Regions from separate parts of the Mus musculus genome. Here region 2 is linked to region 1. Evidence: chromatin contacts called from public HiChIP or PLAC-seq data. All regions are on one chromosome and are shown on one strand. Each heading gives the region's core, a stretch centred on a gene start, on an enhancer-like site or on the middle of the called end of the contact. The rest is flanking DNA. Distances are from core to core; before and after follow the strand shown. Region 1 holds the start of Notch1 (notch 1). Region 2 holds the start of Lhx3 (LIM homeobox protein 3).

What was found. HiChIP or PLAC-seq counts read pairs in DNA pulled down with a chosen protein or histone mark.
Region 2: a contact with region 1 is called in an H3K4me3 HiChIP or PLAC-seq map of embryonic stem cells, with 14 read pairs. The contact joins the promoter of Lhx3 here to the promoter of Notch1 in region 1. A contact is called at or near these places in 7 of 39 promoter capture datasets (cranial neural crest, embryonic stem cells, epiblast stem cells and 1 more) and 2 of 115 datasets of contacts at active chromatin or transcription factors (both in embryonic stem cells).

Annotation. Positions count from the first base shown.
Region 1 is chr2:26,501,103-26,506,349 of GRCm38.p6, forward strand. Notch1 (notch 1) reads right to left here and starts at 2,720. Exons shown (of 34, transcript NM_008714.3): 1 at 2,396-2,720; 2 at 779-857. The coding sequence starts at 2,456. It overlaps Gm35978 (predicted gene, 35978), which reads left to right and starts at 2,825. Exons shown (of 2, transcript NR_132655.1): 1 at 2,825-3,727; 2 at 4,062-4,245.
Region 2 is chr2:26,203,821-26,209,074 of GRCm38.p6, forward strand. It overlaps Lhx3 (LIM homeobox protein 3), which reads right to left and starts at 2,755. Exons shown (of 6, transcript NM_001039653.2): 1 at 2,525-2,755; 2 at 130-301. The coding sequence starts at 2,618.

The DNA of each region.
Region 1 (5,247 bases), core at 1,470-3,969:
AACTCAAGTTGAAGGGCGCTAGCCCTAGCGCCAAGCAGAGACTTCCCCCAGCTGCCTAGTCCTTGAGAGCAACCTGGCCGGGATCCTTCCCAAAAGGAGTTCCCAACATGGAGCAGACCTTCCCATCCCCAAGTCATACCCATTTCACAGTTGGTGACCTGAGGACAAGGGCCCGTGGCACAGAGTCCAGAGGTGGGTCTTGTCTTAAAATAGGCACTTTTCACTGGGCAGAGGCAGGCAGATTCCTGAGTTCAAGGTCTATATAGTGAGTTTGAGGACAGCCAGAGCTACATAGTGAGATCCTGATACAAAAAAACAAACAAACAAAAAAAAACAAAAAGCACCACCAACAAAACCAGAACACAAACCAACAACACGGGTCAATTTCCTTCCTAGTGCACTCCTGCTCAGGAAGAGGGATCCCAGGTGACAGGGGGTGGGGGTCTCAGACTCTCTCGGTAAGTGTCCCAGAACGAATGCTCATCATCCAAAACAACTGTTTCTCAAGCATTTTAAATAAGAACTAGGGCACCAAGAATTCCCAGGAGCCTGAGGGCCCACGAAGGAGTGTGCCAACCTCCAGGGGCCAGAGTAGCTCCACACGCGGCATAATTGCTGGTGATTAAGTAATTGCCAGACTTTGTCCAATAAAAGTCAGCACGTGACTGCACTCAGCCTCGGGGCTGTCTTCCGAAGACAATAGCCCAGTGTTCTGTCCCCAGAAGGCAGGGGCTCTGCTCTGACAAAAGCAACAGGTCCCCTCAGGGGCGGTACTCACACACAGGCTTCAGTGCCGTTGGCCACTTCGCACCTCCCTCCATTCAGGCAGGTCCCACTTGGCTGGGAGCATCTCAAGCCTGGGGGAAGGTCAGAAGAGAGAGGTCAGGCTTGGTTCTGGGCACCTAACTCCTTATAGTCCTGATGGTGGACGGAGATTAAAGCCATGGTGCCTATGCACTAGAGTTATTGGCAGTCCTGAGGGGGTGCGGGACGCGGTGGGGGGGGCGGCTTACGAATCAATGTTCTGCTCACAGTATTGTAGTCAAAAACTAGTGGGGAAAGGATAGGCTGGCTAGGTGGCAGGTGTACCGCCCCACTCATAGTGAGGCGAAGTGGACGGCAACAGAAAGACTTAGCAAATTCTCCCAAACTTCTAACCACACAGCCAAAGTGGGAGGGGATTAAGGTGCCCAGCAAAGCCCCCCGACAAGCCTCCACCCTTGCCTCAGTTCAAACACAAGATACGAGGGGACCGCAGGAGGGAGGGGGTGGCCACACTCAGCTCCCCGGATCGTGGGAAAAAGCGACAGCTGCGGAGCCCGCCACCCCGCCCTCCAACAAAGCGCCGGCCCGGGAATCAGAGCGGCCCATTGTCGCGCCAGGGCCGCCTCCTGGGGCAGCGGGGCCGCACCCGGAGACCTGCCCCGCCTACTCCGACACCCAATACCTGTTCGCAGGCATCTCCAGGGGCAGCCCCCGCCGCACCCAGGGAGGGGGTCTTAGAAACCCCACTTAGAAGGAATTCCACCCCGTTCTCGGGAAGGGGCTATTATTAATCAAGCCCCTCCCACGCCATCTTAAAGAGCTCTAAAAATTAAGCCTCGATGTAGGGCTGAGCTCGAGCGTCACATAAAACCCCACTTTTAAGGAAAGGGCAGGCAGTTCTCTCCTTCGATTACTGGGAGAAGAGTGCAGTTGGTTACTACAACAGGAGTACCCCGTTCTGTGAAGCCGGAAGGGAAATAAGGGCTCCCCTCTCCGGCTCCCGTTCCAATCAGCACAGGATTTTCAAACTTCCGAAATGAGTCAGTCCCACGCCCACCCTAGGCAGCAAGCCGCCTGCACATCGCCCCTCTTCGAAAGTTTGATTCCGGCTAGGGGACAGCGATCCCAAAACCCCATACTAGGAGTCCAGGGCACATCGTCTCTGCCCCGCTCTAAGTAAGCAACGAGAGTATAGCGCCCCTGACCTCACACTGCACCCCAACATCCGCCCTAGCACGGGCCGGAGGCAAAGAAGAATGAAAATAAATGGTCCCAAGAAGCAACAGGAAACCAAAACCGATTCGATTCAAATCGAAAAGTAGAGGCGCAAGCAGCATGTCCGCCCCCGCGGCGAGCCCCAGGAGCGTCTACCCAAGTGCGAGCCAGGGTTGGGCCTCCGGGGCCCCATACCACACTTCCAGCGTCTTTGGGCGCTATGAGAAAAGTGGGTACCCCTGGAAAGAGAAGGGTCCTCCTCACACGCCAGGACACCAGGTCCCACGGTCCCGTCCACCCGCTCTGGCTCTCAACTCTGGCAGCTGGTCCCTTACTCCTATCTACCCAAAGCGTGCGCAGGGCGCAACAGAAGTTTCTGAAAGGCGCCCGAAGTTGCGGGCTCGCGGGAGCCTACCTCTTGCGGCGAGCGCGGGCAGCAGCGTTAGGCAGAGCAAGGGCGTCAGGAGCCGTGGCATGCCTGCTCGCCAGCTGCCCGCAGCCCGGGCGGCGGCCTCTTGGGGTGGCCGGCGGGGATCGGACGTTGACGCACACCACCGGCGGTCCCGCAGGCGTCCACCCTCTGATGCCCTCTTTCCTGGCGGGTGGGCGGCGCTGGGCTCTCAGCGGCGCTGGGCCCTACAAGGCACCCGGGCTCGTTCCTTCACTGCGCTCGCACCCGCGCCCAGCGCCCGCGCCCTGCGCCCCACGCCCCTGCGCTCCCTCCCGCGGCAGAGGCACTAGTGAGGCTCTGAGCGGGCGGGCGCTCCGCCCCTATGGGGGCCCGCCCCTGCCCCGCCCCATCCCAGCGGGCTCCGCCCCTGGTTCCTGCGAACCCTTACCCCCTTGTGGACCCTGTCCCTCCCAGCGCTTTGGTGGGTTCTGCGCCTGTCCGGGCTAGGGAGCGCGTCCCGAGCCAGGATCTAAGGATCTTATGGTTCGCAAGACAAGGAGGAATGGAGGGGTGTATGGAATGGGCATCTAGGAACTACTTCTTGTTCGAAAGTTTACAGAGACCAAAAGTTTGAGCTGGCGCTGCGGAAGGATCAGGCTTTGTGTGTAGCCGCCCTCTGCGACATTTGGCCAGAATTTGCATTTCAATAGTAGAGGAGGTACGGGTCTTGTGGGAAAGGAAAGCTGCACGGGGAACCAGCTCCATCCTGGAGTTAGGTCTAGGACCGTGGGCAGGAGCAGCTGAAGTCAAGTTTGGGGGGAATCCTGGGGCAGGAGTTTAAATGTGGCGCCCTGGCAGCGTTGCGCGTGTCCTGTCCCTAGGGCTCCACTCCTGGGAGCTGTTTGGTCTCGGCTATAGGCATCAGGAGGATTGAGGCCAGGCACTCTTAGCCATGACTTCCGGAACGCTTGACCTTAAACGATGATGGCGTCGCGCCCGCAGCCTCTGTAGAAGGGAGTTCGGGGCTCCCTAAGGGAACTCCCCAAGGACTAGTGCCTTGCTGGACAGATTGCGCTCTCGATTCCCAGCAGGAACCCGAGTCTAGACGTTCCACGGTCACCCTTCTCACTGGTCCCTGGCTGTGTCCGACTTAGGTGGCCTGGGAAAGTGCAGAGTTCCAGTACAATGACTGCTAGCGTCAACACAGCCTCTCATGCTTTATCTCCACCTTGATGTTTGGACATCCTGTGCTAAGCTGCTTAGCACTGGGCGTCCAAGATGCCTTCCTTATCCCTTTGCAGTTAAAGTTCAATGGAATCTGGAACGAACAACACCTCCCCATCCTAAAACACGGTGGTGAGTTCAACAAGGAATAAGGGCCCCAGATTATATTGTCCTAGGACCCTCCCATCTCCCTTGACACACCTGTTCCTGAAAGGCACTAAAGGGCCAGTGCCAACAGCTGTCCAGCCCCCATCTCCTGCTCCTCTCAGAAACTGGCCTCAAGCCTGGGGGTTAGCAGCATGGGGTCAGTACCCGAGAGAAAAAGCGCCCAATGCTACAGAAATATTTATATAAGAGATCTGCAGCTCCAGAGAGCAGTTCCATAGAAGGAACGCCTGACTGCAAGTGCCTCTTCTGAGATGGGTCCTGAAGGCCTCTAACTGCTTATGTGTCGACTATATTCCAGCTTTGTCAGCAGGCAGCCTGACTTGGATACAAAGAAGGCCTTATCCTTCTGGAGTCTGGAGACCTGCGCTGACCTGGCGACATCTGCCTACCTGCCATCCCGTCTGTCCATGGGTGTCTGTATCTCTTCCACTGTCTTTGTCTAGCAATGAGTATGGCTGCACAGCAGACCAGCTGAACACAAACACTTGTTGGCTCTTTTTATAAGTAGAGGCCAACCACACAGGCAGGAGAACTTAGCTGTGGAACCCTGGGACAGCTGAGCCAGAAAAATGGCCTGGGTGGGGGGCAGGGCTCAAGTTCTTGGCAAGTGGGTGTGAAGCTGTTTCACACAGTAGACAGGAGATATTGGTCCTTCTAGTCCTGTGTCTACCAGGAAAAGGGCTTGGAGGGTAAAAACAACCAGCCAACCAACAGAAACAACAGCAACAACAACACCACACACACACACAACACACACACACACACACACACACACACACCAAAACCAAAGCTGTCACTCTTCCTGCTAAATACTCACTCAGCCTCAGATGTTCTGTTGCTGATAGACCTGTAACATTGTAACCACCTGCATCTGCATCGCATCATGAATGCAGACCAGCATGGCCTGGTTGTCCTGGAGGGAGCAGGTCTGTATGCAGGTATGATGGGCAGCATAGAGTCCCAGGAGTACCAGGGGGGTTAGGCCTCCGGAGCCTGGGCTACAGGTGCCTCTCCCTCCTGCAGGATCTCACCTTGTGCCTTGTGGGACCCAGAAGTTAGGGTGCAGGTAGAATGAGACTACCCAGTTCTCAGGAGAGGCTCAGAGATGTCCCTAGGAGAGTAACTGTCAGTCAAGCCAGTTCAGGGCACATGGTATGCTTGGGTGGAGTGACAAAGAGGACAACACAGGGAAGGGGTGCAAGCATGAAGTGGTCCAGGGTGTGAGTGTTCTGTCCTGAGTGGGGTGCTGTCAGAACAGGCAGCTACAGGAACATTCCAGATCACCACCCTCGGAATCCCACTGCTTACAACGCTTGGACTTAGCGATCCAAGAAGTGTCCAACCTAAAGGGTGCTTCCTTCTGACCACTGTGTCCACCACAGCGTGTCTGTCTTCTGGTGGACCCCTGAGCTGGATCCCTGGACTCTGAATCATAGCTACTAACTGACTAGCTTACTTTGGGCCCTTCAAGGCTCTAGGCCTCA
Region 2 (5,254 bases), core at 1,505-4,004, 300 kb before region 1:
AGACTTCAGGGTGCCCTATTTGGGTAGGGACCTAGGTATGGCGCTCACCCGCAGCCTGTTTTCTGCCAACCCTGCCCTCTTCTACTCTTCCCCAACTGTGAAAGCAATTCGGCAGCCCAGCCAGCTTACTTAAAGAAGTCGTCTTTGCAGTAGACGCTCTCCCCGCGGCTGAAGCAGCGCTCAGCCAGAGGGACGTGGCAGTCACTGCACTTGAGACACTTGCTGTGCCAATGTCGGTCCAGAGCCTTAAGGATGAAACGGTCCAAGATGTGCTGGTCACAGCCTGCACACATCGGGATCTCTGTGGATACAAGAATAAGCCAGGTCATGGGACCACAAACAATGAGCGATGGCCTTTTCATCAGCTTGGTCAGCCTGCAGGCCTTAGGGGTGTGCAAGGATCGGCTTTTCTGCCACTGTCTCCTGTAGGCATTTGGGGCCACCGGGCTCCCCAGTGAGAGTAGTGCTCAGGTACTGTATCCTGCAGCATCCCTCAGTCGCACTGCAGCCAAGGGAAAGTGAAATAGGTATAGAAAGGTGTCCACAGCAGGAAAGTGACTGGGCTGTCCTGTAAGCTCTACAAAGTGCCAGTGCCAGACAGGTCATGTCCATCTCAAACGAAAACCCCACTCTTGGGGTGATCTGGAAAGCCGGGGGAAAAAAGAAGAAAGAAAGAAAGAAAGAAAGAAAGACATGTCCTTATCAGCAAGGGCAAAAGACCACACATGGAACTTCATCGCCTTTGCAGAGTTCCAGCAAAGTGAGGCTGTCCAGCGCTGGCCCCTGCCTGAGGTATGAATAGGTGGATGCTGTCCTCACTTGAATGGCAGCAGGTATTTATGAGTTCATTGGCTATGGTTTTTTGAACACACACATATGCTTTCATATGTATGTATGTATGTATGTATGTATGTATGTATGTATGTATGTATATGTGAGAGATCTGCTGTTAAGGTGTGAACTGCAGTGCACGGTAGATGACTTCAACTCTCTACACCACCAATTCTTCTAGCATCTGAGTTCTCATCCCCCAAAGACTGCAGGCCTCAGGGAAACTGGGTGGGAAAAATCTAAAGGTGTAATCTCGTCTTAGGGGCTGGTGGGATAAGACTGGTTCATGGGATAAGGAGATCCCCGCCATTTAGGAAAGGTTACTAGAAAAAGGAGATGCATGTGCAGCACCCAGGGCCCACTCACTTCATACCCACACAAGTGTCTTTACATCTCTAGCTGCAAACAACTAGCTTCAGGCTGGCCTCCACTGGTGGGAGGAATTAGAAAAGGACTGCCCCACCTCCCTCCAGCACTGGGCACAAGCCTGCGATGGATGCTGTCCCACCCTGAGCAAAACCACATCTCCAAGTGTGGACGTGGAGATCGACTGTAGCTGTACCAGAGCACCACCAGAGCCGTCGTAAGGCCACAAGGATACCCAGAAGAGAGTGAGGTGGCTAGACAGGCCAAACACTGCAAATTCAGCACCCAGGCACGGACAGCGCCTCGGCCAAGAAGCCCACAGCAGGGACACGGGGACACCCGCTTCCTACAAAAGCCGTCGCCACCGTCAAGCCTCCCAGTGAAGCCACCCTCGATCTCCTCTTGCTTACGTGGCATGGTGAACTCCAGTCTCAGTACAGTTTCCTACACAGAGTTGGAGGGCCCAGTGGAGCCTCGGGAGCCAACAGTGCTCTAGCAAGCCTCACAGAACTCTCTCTGGAGCCTAGCTTACCAAGCTTTCCTCCCTCCCTTTCTCATCCCCCCTCCCATCTCTTCCTCCCAGCTCCTGCGGGTAACCCATCCCATAAACCATTGGAAAATAAATAAATAAATAAATAAATAAATAAATAAGCAAGTAGGCCATATCCGATACCCCCAGTCTGCATAGAATCCTTTTCCCACTTGCTTCGACAGACCTTCTGCCAGCCTAACTTCCTCTTTTCCTATCCTGTTATACTCTCAGCTTGAAAACGGAGAGCGCTTTTATTCCCCAGAACCAAAGCCCTGCAAAAAGACTGGTACGATCAAGAAACTGGGGGCCCGGACAAGTTCCACTTTTCCCTGTAATCGCGTCTTGACCACCAGCCTAGTGGTAAACTGCCGGTGCAGACACTAAGACTCGACTCAGGGGAGATGAGTTCAGCATGACCCAGACCTGATCTCGCTGAAAATGGGGGGAAAGGAACTGAGTGAAGGCAGTTCCTAAGGAGAAACTCCTGCTCCCTGATTCCTGAGTCCTGAAACATCTTCACATGCTCCCTCCAGCTCAGGGGCCTCAGCCAGCTCAGAGCTGCAAAAGGTCTCCTAAACCGTTCCTGGATCACCAAGGGCTCCCAAAGCCAGGACAACACAGCACCAGGAGGGCCACACACTTTGGAGGTTTGAGATGCCTTTGCTTAGCCATGTCAGAGCCCCTCAGACACACCCTTGTCCAGATACCTTGGCTTCTGCTGGCCTCCGCACAAGGGCCAGAAAAAGCCGAGGACATCTGGGCCTGTTCAGTGCAGCCTCTCCGTCGGGCACCCACCTCGGCGCAGGTCAGCCCTTCGCGCCAACAACGCCAGCAGCAGGTCTCCGCCCGCGGATTCCCGGGACGGGTCCAGCTCCCCGCGAGCTTCCATGGGGCCAGGTGCCTGGTGCTGCCGCCCTCCGACCCTGAACTTCCCCTGGGTCTGGCGAGGCCACCGTTGCAGGGACTCCGAGCTGGCGTCGGAGCGACTCGTGTCGCTGCTGGGCGCTGTGCCCACGGGAGGCCTCTGGGCGCCAAGCCTCGGGCCCGCGGAGGGCGGAGCGGTGGGGGGCGGGGCCGCGGGGCGGGGCTGGGCCGGGGGTCGCAGAGACGCTCCCGGGGCCACTGGAGGCCACTGGAGACTGTGCACCTTTCAGCCGGAACCGAGGTGCCTAGAAGCCGTCTGGCTTGCACTTCCCGAGGACGGAGACAGCGCAGTAACCACTCAAGGCTTCCTACAGATGCTCGCCCCTGCCCCAAGCAAGTTCGCTAAGCCTCCCGGAAGGCTGAGGTCCCGAGGGAAGCGGCAGGGAGGGAACTGCGTTCTCTTTGCTCACGTTTAGACTCTGAACCGGAGCTGGACAGCATTGAGACCACACCTGGTCAGCAGAAGGGCAACCTGATAGCCATCGCGAGGGAACGTGGTGGCAAAGAAGCCACAGTAGAGCTACGAGGAGCTCGATTTGAAGGTCCCCCAACTCTGACACTCTGGACCCCACCACTAGAAGTGCCTCCTGGAGCCAGTACAGCGAGAAGGAACGATTCTTAGGACCTCAGATCCGGTGTCCTCTGCGGGAACACACCAAGACTCTAGGCCAGAAAAGGGTTGAGCTGCGGAAGCCCTGAGATCTACCCTTACTTCCCCACCCCAATTCCTTAGAACAATCCCTGCACCTGGATTTCCACATCTCATCCCCATTCGAACAGGTGAGCCCACCAGAACCCATCATCCTATCCTTGCATGAGCCCTCACTGAGGGCTCCTACTACCCAGCCAGGAGACAGCGCCAGACCTATGCAGTTCCTGGTAGGAACTAGAATCCAGCAGGGTATAGTGCCCTGGTAACAATTAGGGACACCCTAGAAGTGTTTGCAGAATCAGCAGGTTGCTGCCACCCTCCTGGTTCCTCTTCTTGTCCTGTTCTGCCTCCATCCCTAGGACTGTGACCGATCAGACCCCAGAATGGGAAGGATGAATGAAAGAACGCAAGATTCTCCACTTGGTCCCAGCACAGCTGCTGCCTCGGAAAGAGCCCTGTGCCTGCAGCCGTCCCTTCATGTTGCTCTGTACTTGTTATTCCGAGGTCAGGGAACACTAGCTTGGAGTGAAATGGGTGCTGGGTGAGCTGAGATGTGAGCCATTGAGTGTCAGCTGCTGCAGAGGGCAGTGGGGCGGGGGCCATGTATGGCTAGACTAGGGAAGGGGCGGCTCCACACTGTTGGGCATCTGGCTTGCCGCCAACAATGCCTCCATTATTTCCCAACGTCCGTGGCAGTGAAATGGCCCTTGGGGAATCAGAGTTCAAGCGGGAGACTTGGCCTGGGGATTCTTGCTGCAAGCCAAAGCAGTTCTGGAAGCTGTGGGACATTCAATCTCTAGGACCAGCCCCAGGCCTTTCTGGTCACTGTTGACCCTGTAGCTTTCCTGTTCTCCTGCCTGCTGTCACCTTGTACTTTTTTTCTCCGCAGTCACTCCCTCCTGGTCACCCCTCTGCATTCTGTCTCTTCTCTTTTTCCTGCCTGGCATGGAGACTTGTAGGTTGCAATGGCTCTTACCTGGAGTCCTGCTGAAGGTACAGAGGGCAGAAGCTCCAGGGGCACCGGGCCTCTCTCGGTGGCAATCGAGTTCTGCTTCTAGCAGCATGGCAGTCACTAATCCAGTGGTTCGTGCGGGGTGTTCCTGGAAGTGCTGGACCTCTTTCAGGCCTTGGCCCACTCGCTGGGCTGGCGCTGTCCGCGGTGCTGAAGGAGGCACCAGCGTGCTGGGGACCTTCACAAGCCTGCCCCGCCCCTCCTCTGTCCCCGCCCTTGGCCCCTTCCAGGCCTGGGCAGGCGGAGTCAGGCTGGCGTCACTCTAGGGCTGGGTCTGACTAGTTTATAATTCGAGGTAGCCTTTTCTCTGGACCTTCCTTTACCTGTTACAGAGTAGCATAGTGGCTCCAACTTGCTGTCGTGGGCTCTGGGCCTTGGCTAGAGGTGCCACGTTCATAGTACTCAGGTTTGGGAGCCTCTGAGCTGTTAGCCTGGGACTGCACTCCTCACCCACTCCGTGGAATAGATTCTGGGTCCAAAGGCCTTTTGCTTGCAGGCACAGGTCAGAAGCCTCCAACTACGAACTCAACCACCTGCATCCAGTACTCTGAAGGCAGATTTTAGTCCCTTTTCTCCAACCCCTATTTCCAGAAAAGGCTCATGCATGCAAACCCACCAGCTACTGAAGAGCTGAAGGGTCCTGAGCAGAAGTTCCCAGGTGCCTGCAGGGCAATCTGCCCCAGGCTGGGCACAGATGGGAGGGAAATTTGGTGAGAGGCTCAACAGCTTTCTAGTTGACTGGCTGGTCCTCCCAGGCTCTGTGGGTTCAGAGACAATCTGAGGATGCAGGTCTCAGCATAGTCCATTCTCTCTTCACTATCTGCCTGACCTTTAGGCTGTCTTCCCGAATGCCTCTAGTTTATTTATACAAAAAATTCTTAGAACTTCAGAGTTGTGTCTGCAAACTAGATGGGAGAAAAGGGTTTGGAGAATTCCC